Linked DNA regions of Neogale vison: region 1 is linked to region 2. A link is a contact called in public Hi-C data. All regions are on one chromosome and are shown on one strand. Each heading gives the region's core, a stretch centred on a gene start, on an enhancer-like site or on the middle of the called end of the contact. The rest is flanking DNA. Distances are from core to core; before and after follow the strand shown.

Region 1 (5,434 bases), core at 93-2,592, 260 kb before region 2:
CTAAGTAAAAAAAGTGCTGTTTTCATGTTCTCATCAGTTTACAGTGAAATGGGGGACTAGACTGTAAAAAAACAAACCCTAATAAGATAATCTTTAGGAGAGATGTACTAGCCTAGTGTTAGGGGATCTCAGAAAATGATTCCACTAAAAATGTAGGAAGTGAATCTTAGATTGGAAGCATGTCTCAGGGCTGGGGGCATCCTGAGTAAACTGTGTGATGCACATTCACGAGAGAGAGAGAGAGAGAGAGAGAGTTGTGTGTGTACAGTACAGAAGGGAAGACTTTCTAGAGCAAGTGATTGAGTTTGGGAGGCTGTGCGTGAGCCACATTAAGTAAAAACGGGAGGCCTGATAGCTTGTCCTTCAACAGACCGGTCCAAAATGACTATATAAAGTAAATACCATAAATCACTGTTGTCAGGGCGCACACTCCACCTCCTCCCTCCCTTGCCCGCAGCCGTCCTCATTTCCACACCCCCTCCACGGTTCGGGGAGAGCTCGTGGTCTAAGTAAACGAGAGGACTTCTGACTGTAATCCTAGCACGTCACTTTGTTGAAGGCAAACACGTGGTTCCGAGAGAACTTATAAATCTCCCCTCCCAGGCAAGATCGTGATGTTATCTGCTGGCAGCAGAAGGTTCGCTCCGAGGGGAGCTCCAGAAGCCCCCGACGAGAGAGAAAGAGAGAGAGAGAGAGGAGAAGAGAGCAAGGCAGGAGAGGTAGACGAGCGAGCGAGAGACAGGAGCACAGAGAAGAGCAGGGGCGCGGGGGACGGAGACCCGGGGAAGGGATGGAGAACCGTGTAACGGTCTAGGGAGCCGCGGGGCAGCGGAGCGAGGGGCTGCCCGGCTGCAGGAAGTCGGAGGAGAGGGTCTGTCGCAGGGTGCCAAGTGCCCACCTACCCGCCGCGAGAAAGTCCGAGTGGGAGGGGAACCGGGAGAGGCTGGGAAAGGGTGGGAGTCCAAGGGACCCCCTCGTCGCCCCTTTAGGAGAAACACTGCCCAGGCAGCGCGCCCCCGGGGCTGACTGCAACGGCGGCAGCTGGTCGTCTATTGCCGGGTTGGCGTCTGGAGCGAGAGCAGAAGGAGGAGCAGGAGAAGGAGGGAGGTGGAGGCTGGACGCGTCCGCGAGCGGCGGCACGACGTGGAGTAGCCGGGCGGGTCGGCGCGCGCCGGCCGGGCTGTCGGCCACCGCGCGCAGCTCCGGGAGCAGGATCGTCGCCGCCTCCGCCGCCGCCGCCGCGGCCCGCGCAGGACCCGACCGCGTCCCGAGCGCCGTGCGGAGCGCACCCGCCTCCCCGCGGCGCGCCGGCTCGCCCCCAGCGCGCGCACAGGCGCGCGCGCACACACACTCGCTCACACACTCACACACTCACACACGTGTGCGCTCTCCGCTCCGGAGCCGCGGCTGCTCCTGCTCTCAGCGCCGCAGTGGAAGGCAGGGCCGAACCGCTCCTTCTTTAAATACTTAAATTACCGCCCGGCCAGCCTCGGCGGCCCCCCGCACAGCGCTCCCGGCGCCCCTCCCGCCAGCTCGCCGGCTGCCAGCCCCGGGACCTTTTCATCTCTTCCCTTTTGGCCGGAGGAGCCGAGTTCAGATCCGCCACTCCGCACCGAAACTGACACACTGAACTCCGTTGCCTCCTCTTAAATTTATTCCTGCCTAATAGCCACTCGTCTCTTTTTTCCCCCTCATCTCGTCGCTCCAAGAAAACTTTTTCTTACTCCCCAAAGTTAGAGTCCCCCCTGCCCATCGTGTATTACTATTTCCACTTTTGGAACGACTTGCATTTTCTTTTTAAAGGAACTCAAGCAAGATACCTTTTTCTATCGGACGTTGACTCTCGATTGTTTGCAAAAGTTTCGCATTAAAAAAAAAAAAAAAATCTACCTGATCTGTACTTGAGAGTTGTTGGTTTCTTTTTTTTTTTCCTTAGTTGTTTTTTTTTTTTTTACTTTTTTTTTTTATTATTATTTTTCCACCTTTAAAAAAAATGCACTACTGTGTGCTGAGCGCTTTTCTGCTCCTGCATCTGGTCACGGCCGCGCTCAGCCTGTCTACCTGCAGCACGCTCGATATGGACCAGTTCATGCGCAAGAGGATCGAGGCGATCCGCGGGCAGATCCTGAGCAAGCTGAAGCTCACCAGCCCCCCAGAAGACTATCCCGAACCCGAGGAAGTGCCCCCGGAGGTGATTTCCATCTACAACAGCACCAGGGACTTGCTCCAGGAGAAGGCGAGCCGGAGGGCGGCCGCCTGCGAGCGCGAGAGGAGCGACGAGGAGTACTACGCCAAGGAGGTTTACAAAATAGACATGCCGCCCTTCTTCCCCTCGGAAAGTAAGTACTGTTCTTTCGCTTCCATTCCCTGAGGCTTAGCGCGGCCAGAGGCTCTCGGAGCCGCCACGACTCCGGGGACGGCCCTTCCCGCCCGGGGTCGGGGCCGCGCTCCCCTCCCCTCCCCGGTCCTGCGTCCCACCCACCTCCCTGCCCGTTGCGTGCCTGAGAGCCTTAGGCTTGCAGTCGGCCACTTTCGACTTGGTTTTCTCCATGTCTCCCTTCCCCCCACGCCTCGGTCCTGTACGAGGCGTTAGGCTCTCCTTCTGGCCCCTGAAAGTCTCTTCCCGGCCACCAGCCAGGGCTCAGCCCCCCTCCTCGGTCGCACGCGAGGCGCTCCCCGGGGCCGAGTTAGACCGGGACGTCTCGGTGGGCTTGTTTTCTCCGCGGGGACCCCACCGAACTGGCGCACGAAGGGTTAAAAAAAGAGTGGCTCAAACCTAGCCTCTCCGGAAGGCGCCCCTTTCCGGGCCGACCTATCAGCGGGTTCCCCAAGCCTTCCCTATTGTCTCTAACGCCCCTAAAAATGTCAGCATCGCCAGGACAAAACCCCATTTGGAGACCCCTCCAAAAGCACCTCCGAACCCCCAGTTCTTGGACCTCCTGCCACAGCGGGTGCTTACACCCCCGCCCCCCAAGGCGAGATCTTGTCACCTCGTCCCCTCTCGATTTCACCTGGAGTGGCAGGAAAGACAACTTCGCTTCTGACGACGTCAAAAAAGTGTTTTACTTCGCGTTATTTTTCAGAATTCCCTCGGACCTGTCTTCTTAAGGTCGCGGGTGGAGCAGATCATTTTCCTGACGGGTTTACCGTTGAACTTTCTCCCTCTCGAGCCCTCGGCTCCCAGAGCTTTCTGTGGCTTCCTTGCAGTTACTTCGGCGTGTTCCTAAATCTTACAGAGAGTAGAGGACAACCGAGTTTTTTGTTTGTTTATTTGCTTGTTTTTTTTTTTTTTGTTGTTGTTGTTTTTAATGTTTTTAAACTGGCTTCTCCGAGGGCAGCGTCCTCAATACCAGGGGCAAACAGTAGCGACGGGCGTGAAGTGATTGATCGTGCGGTTCCTCTGGGGGGAAGGGAAGAGGACAGTTAGCAGAGAAAGATTTCCAAGTTCTTAAGGGAAAAAAAGAAAAAGAAAAGAAAAGAAAGAAAAAGAAAAAGAAAGAAAGAAAGGAAGGAAGGAAGGAAGGAAGGAAGGAAGGAAGAAAGGAAGGAAGGAAAGACATATCCAGTGATACCTGAGAGGGTTAAATACCAGGAAGAAGAAAAAAAAAAGAAAAAAAAAAGCTTCAACATTTGCCTATTCCAAATCCCAAGTCATAAACTTTTTCATTGGTTGCCCATTTCTCTCCTCCCCTTTCCATGCCCTATATACTTGCTGGCCGCCCTCACAATGTCTCTGTGTCTTGCCTAAATAGATAATATGGCCATCTTGGTAGTTTTCGCCTAGAGGTTCTAATTGCAGGGTGGGACTTCTTTTTTAATATTTATTTTTAGTTCGACAAGCCCTAGTCCTGTGACTTGCCCTGCCTTGGACTTGACCGTCTCAGAATGTCAGCCCGCAGATCTCACGGCAGTCTTCCCCGCCACCTTTTTCTGCTACCCCTTCTCTTCTCTTCTCCTTCGGGAGCAGAGCAGATGCGGGAGATCCTGGCAGGCAGGATGGTTTTATTATTGGAATCAGGCACCGTCCACAACAGCGCTGATAACTACACCGCCCTGGTTTTTCCCCTCAGGAAGTAAAGCTTTCTACCTGGGGTGGAGCCAAGGAGATATTAAGAAAGCAAGTTCGCTGTAATTGGTCCAGAATGATTGAGACTAAACAGAGTTGAGTCAGTTTGCTTTCTCAAGCACGTGGATCCCTTCTCCTGGCACTTGGGCAGGCTGGCAAGTAAAGTAGGTTATATAGAACTTGAACCGTGTTTACCTGCGGAAGTTCAAATGAATTGCCAGCACTTTTACAGACAGGAGGTCTGATCTCTTCCTCCTCATTAGACAGGTGTGGAGAGAGCCAGTTACCTAAGAGCACGACGATTCTTTGTTCTTTCTGGCATAGCTCAGTCCAAAGAGCCAAGATGATCCCACCCGGGACAATGATACTCCCCAAACCAGAAAAATTCTCAGAATGTTAGGATTTCAGAGGATGACATCTCAGATCAGTGTGTGGATTCTCCAGGGCATCCTACCTCCAGCCACCAAATAGATTAAAAGCTCTGATAAGTGCAGTGAAAAAAAAAAATAGCATACTGTCAGTTTTCATACAAAGAATACCGGCTTCTCTGAAGTTTAGAGGCAGAAAAGCATATTAAGAGCAGATTGGATACTACTATGCAAGAACTGTGGATAGTTTTATAGAAAGTAGGTTAACTGATTTTCCAGCACTTTCTAGTTATACTGGAATATAGTGAACCCTTCCCCCCAAAAAAGGAAGAAAAGAAGAAATCATTCCACCATATTTTTAAGGAGCCAATTGAAAGTACAGCATTAGCTTATATACCAGCTTTCCCACTTTAGGACTTTTCCACCCAACTTTTAACTCAGGCGTCACTGAAGTGGCTGAAGGGAGGGAGTGTGCCTGTCATTTTTTGCAGTGAATCTGACAAGGGTCATAAGCCCCAGAGATGAAGGCATGGGAAAGGTCACTGGTTCATTTTTTACCACCAACTTATTAGTGTTCAGGGAGTGACTTCAGCTCAAATATTACAAATATGCTCTAATTATACTCAATGAGCTATATATCATTACAGATCGCTGATAGTCCTTTGTGGGACATTTTATACAGTTCAGACTACGTATTTTTAGCAATATGGAGATCTAAAAGTAAAAATATAAGAGATATTGTATATGCCCTCAGGCCTATTTTGTTTTAAATATTATGCTTGGCCCAGTATACTGTATAAATACAGTAAATATGAATAGAACTGGCCAGGTGCCAATCTCCAAGGATGACTTTTAGTCAAGAAGGTATTTATGGGATATAAATAATACTGTGTCAACATTCAAAGAAGGGGTCTGATTAGTTTTGAATTTATTCATATTGATCTTTTCACATGCTGTTAGCTTAAGGCTCAAAGTGGAGTTATGCTAAGGTTTACCGATA
Region 2 (4,995 bases), core at 792-3,291:
ACTATAGTTTCAGAAATATTAGGGCTTAATTATAAAAGAAAAAAATCATTACCTAAGGGTCATGAAATATATTTTATGTAATTTATGCTTTTACATGGACTTGCAATGCATATTTAAAAAGTATAAGTTCTGATGTTGATAATAACTAAATTTACATAAAAAATTAAATATATGTATCTTAATATGGTCATAAAAATATATTATTCTTACAAGTTTATACATTTCTATGAAATATTTTAGAGACAGTTGTATGTGTCATCAAGATTTTATCTATGAAGTAAAAATTGTTTTTCAAAATATGTGTTACATTTTTTGAGAGCTGCAATGTGTCCTGAATAAATGACAGTGGAACTAAAAAATAAATAAATAAATAAATAAAGGCCAAGTGAGTTGAGATTCGGAGCCAGTGAGCCCCAAAGAGTGAATATAAGTCAGAATTCCATGACTACCAGAGATTTGGCTGGCAGGCTGCTTTCCACCAGCCAGTCTTCAGTGCATATTGGCAAAACGCTCCTGGGGCAAAAAGTGGGGTGAGAGTTATCCTGGGGGCTGGTCAAGGTTAAGGAAATTAGGGTAGTTGAGAACAGAGCAGGGATTCCACATATACAAATCAAATTTTCTTTTGGGAACAATGGAGGGAAGATGGGATTTAATTTCTCTCCTTTTTGTGAGGTTCTTCTATAATGAAGCTATTCATTTTGCATTAATGGCAGTCCAGTGCCAATAATGGATCAGTTTTATGATACTTTCACAAAGATAGACTTTGTGAAAGTCTATAAAGTTGTGAAACTTGATTATAACATTAGAGAATATTCAGTCACTGAGGCTGTGGTTACATATGTTTCCTACGCTGTTTTTGATGATTAACGTCCAAAGACAGATCAAAATTCAGGTCAAAAGTCACTTCCTGGGTAAGTGGAAAGATTTGTGGTGCCCTAAATTGTGCTGTGTCTGTCTATATAAATACAAATCTCTTTGATAAATAGATTTGAAATCATGTACAACAAAGTTGGGTGGGTTGAATAAACAAAGTTTTTTCATGTAGTGTAGATCAAAAATTGATAGGGTACACGTTTCTTTCTGCCACCTGATGAAGACTTGTCTCATTATGTGAGTTACCACTTGATATTCACTAGTACATGCCTAGTACAAAACAGAGAACCTAGGACACATGGTTTATGTCTGAGGAAGTGATTTCTGAAAGTCTCGAGGTCTTAAAAGACAATAAGATAATCCACTAAAGACACTACATTTCTCTTAAAGGAGACAATTTTTTAAAAAAGATTTTATTTATTTATTTGACAGAGAGAGAGAGATCACAAGTAGGCAGAGAGGCAGGCGGGGGCGGGGTGGGGGGCAGTGAGCAGGCTCCCCGCTGACCTGAGCAGAGAGTCCAAGGCAGGGCTCCAGCCCAGGACCCTGAGATCATGACCCGAGCAGAAGGCAGCGGCCCAACCCACTGAGCCACCCAGACGCCCCTAAAGGAGACAATTTTAACGTCTGAGAGACGCATCAAACATGGCGCCTTAGAATAAATTCACATTCAGAGGGAAGGTAATAATAGTTGGAAATTATAGTGTCCTAAAACTCAACAAATTTGTGGAAAACAAGCACTCCTCGTTTCCTTGGAAGGCCTTGGGGAAAATATGTCTCCAAGTGTTCCTGTGGAGCCAGGATTTCAGAGACAACATAGGAACCACATGTCCTGTTTCTTACATGTCCAGTGATGTCTAATGTGGGTGTTCATTGAGCCTGACAACCAGATTGTCCTTAAAAGCAGCTGATCTCATTCCCTGTGGGCGCTGAGTTCCTCGTTCCTGAAGTGGATGAGTTCAGAAGCTCTGGCACTCCTCCATGACTCACCTCCCTGCCGGCAGGCTCCCTGAGAGGGCCCTCAGACCCCTGCTGCTGTCAAGCAACAGAAGAGCCTCTTTTGCTTTCAGACCTCTCCAAGAATGCGGATGCAGCAGTTAGCTCTCTCTCTTAAGCCTCTTGTGGTTAACATGAATAGCATTCTTTCAATTGCTGCAGATATGAAATACCCCAAGTCTTTGAGTCAACAATTAAAAACTCAGGGTCATAGTTTTGCAGGAGATGCTGAAAATGTTTAAGCTTGGGGGCAAAGCATTTTAAACTTGAGTGGTATGAATATTTATTCTCTGTCTAAACATTGCCAATGAAGTAGAGATTTTTCAGTTATTCGTGTTTTATTAGGATAGAGAAAGTCAAGACAGATGGCATGCCCTCCCGATATTTTTTTTTTTTATCACATTAACTGGATACTTAACAAAGAGATACTTTTGTTAGTGTAAAGTAGAGTTAGTTTCTCTGCTTCTCAATCCCATTGTCTGTGGAGTGAGAATACTAATATGTAGTCCACAGAGTTAGCAAACCTGTCAGTTTTCATATTTGTAAAAGGGAGATAATAACAATTAGGTTTGGGATTTGCGGGTGACAATGCCTTGATATTTGGGCCCACACTCAAGGAGGTAGGGAAGTCCCGTTTTCTAAGTTTGTCTGGGATAGCCCAGTTTACATGGGTTGTTGCACGTAATTATTTTAGCATCCTGTTTTGGTCTTAAAAAGGTGTCTCATGTTGGAAAATAAGGGTCAGTAAATTGAGAAGGAAAAAAGATGGCAGCTCACGCACATGGCTCTGTCTGTCCTTGAGTGCTTCATGCATTCCTCTCAGCTCATTTCCCTTCCCCTGTCCAAGAAGAGTCTCCCCTCTGGTGGCTGCACAAGACTATCGTGCATCAGGGGGTAGTCATTTCAGTCTTAACTAGTCCAGCATCACTTCTGTGATTTCTTTTATTAGATAATTTGGAATGAACTGTGCTATCTCATTAAATTTTGTAAGTAAAACTCATGGCAATTTGACTGAACCATAACCACGGGAGTTGTGTGTCCTTGCACTTAGTCATTCTGTTCCAGCAACTGGAGCTCAAGTGGAAACACTCAGAGTCTTCTCCAGACATAGTTCTTCTTACTGGATCTTTCAAAATAATATGTGCTGACAAATTCAGAGTATAAGTGGGGCAGAATCAGGATGGGCACAAATGCATCTTAGAATAACTCTTCCAGATGGCCGCTCCTGTCCAAATGACAAGTTGGGTCTTCCCAGTAGAAAGAAACAGGTAATTATGGTTGGCCTCAACCATGGTCTGGGGTGGAAACTGGGGAATGAATAGCCATAGTGCCCATGAGCTCAGCAACTAAATCGAGCCTTTTGGGTTTCATGCACATGTACAAACCTTCCCGGGAAGATTTGAAAGTTCCAGTTGCAGAGTTTTCCCGGTTCAAGGGCAACAGTCTGTCACAAAAGTTGGAATTCAAAGGTTTGGTCAGGCAGCTGAAAGAGTTTTTCTGGGAAATGGAAGAACAGACAGTGGCAGATAAGGTTTAGAAGATCTGAAATGTGAGGTAGTGAAATCGTAGTGTTCTACGAAAGAGAGAACGAGCTGCTTCTCCCCTGTCTTCCTGGTTCTGACTACAAGTCTGAATCTGAAAGTCTTTGCATCAGCCTTAATAGCCTTTCCTTATTCCTAGTGGGACAAACTTCTAGGATTTTACTCATATCCTTTAATTTAGCTGCTTCTCCTGCTCTTCCTTCTTTGTTTACCATTGAGCTCACTTGCTTGCTTGTAAGTGAGCATATAAGACTAGAGACCAGCAGCTTCCAAAAACCTAATGATTTCATTTGTCTTGATCGTGTTAATTTTTATTATCTTGTTTCTGCATTTTCACTCACATGTCTATAATAGTAAGGCCCCAATTCAGTGAAATATGAAATGATTGCACAAATTGCTATATATGTAACCAAAATGGAGTCATTTCCAAGGCAGATGATAAGACTTCTGTGTAATAGCTTGAAATGTTTACTTGATGGATAGAAATGTTTACTTGATGGATAGATGAACGAAGGTCCATGTTTGGCATAGCGAAGTCTATCTATGGGAGACTGTAGGAGAGGATGGGATGTATGAGCTAAGTGCGTGAAGACCACCTGTATGTACACACATACGTCTGGCACACATGCATGCTTCCAGACGCATGTATACAGATGGCTCTAAGGGTGCTCAGGAAGTATGTTTCATGATCCAGTTCTCAAGATCTTGTTTTTTTACCATGCACAAAATCCATTATTAGAGTTGAAATGATCTAAAAATGATAGCCTCTCTTCAAAAGGAAAACAGAATGGAACAAAGGAAAAAGCAATGAAAGAAGTGCTGCAAGGAACAATTCAGACATCCTGTTTCCCTTCAGCTTCGTTTCTCATTCTCTGCATTTCAAATCTCCATGGTCTTCACATTTCTGAGTCCGTCATCCCCCTTTTTCAAAAGATAATCTAACTTCCCAATTCCCTACTTCATGGAGAAGGTAGATTTACTAGGATAGATTCTCCATCAAACTCTGCTCCCCAACCTTTGGTGGGGGTTTTGGTGAGGGTTTGGCCTCACCAAACCCATTTCCATCATTTCTCTCTCCCTCTAACTACAATGGAAAGGATGTCTGTCTTCCTGCCTAAAATGAATATCTTTTTGTATACCATGGACCTCATAAGAGACACCCTTCTCCTCCCATTTCCTCATTCATTTTGCTGAAGAGCTTTGCTATAAGGCCATCTGTACTTTCCCTTGAAACATGCATCAGCCTATCATACCTGAGTTCTCCGAAATCTTTTTTTTTTTAAGTTATCCTTTTTTTTTTTTTTAATGTGTTTTCAAGTAATTTCCATACTCAACATGGGGTTCAAACTCACAGCCTTGACATCAAGAGTTGCATGTGCTCCCAAAGGAGCCAGCCAGGTGGCCCTTAGTTCTCCGAAATCTTTGACACTGTTGATCCATCTTACTTGAAATCGCCTCTCTTCCTGACTTCAATGATGCTATAATCCAAACCATGAATGCATGAATGAATATAGATATGAGTAAGTATAAATATTTTTATTTATTTATAGAAACATTTATATGCCAGATCCTGGTCTAAGTGCCA

Evidence for each region. Hi-C and Micro-C count contacts between places; a contact is called where the count stands out from the background.
Region 1: a Hi-C map of muscle shows a contact between it and region 2, with 4 times the contacts expected there. The contact joins the promoter of TGFB2 here to the enhancer-like site in region 2. A contact is called at or near these places in 2 of 3 Hi-C or Micro-C datasets (fibroblasts and muscle).

The regions. Positions count from the first base shown.
Region 1 is chr10:13,345,565-13,350,998 of ASM_NN_V1, reverse strand. TGFB2 (transforming growth factor beta-2 proprotein) reads left to right here and starts at 1,342. Exons shown (of 8, transcript XM_044266821.1): 1 at 1,342-2,339. The coding sequence starts at 1,994.
Region 2 is chr10:13,086,662-13,091,656 of ASM_NN_V1, reverse strand. No RefSeq gene overlaps it. Among named protein-coding and RNA genes, the nearest start is that of TGFB2, 260 kb to the left of the region's middle. Within about 2 kb of position 2,041, the one cell type or tissue checked has open chromatin away from gene starts, as enhancers often do. A contact at or near this core is called in fibroblasts, where this site is marked.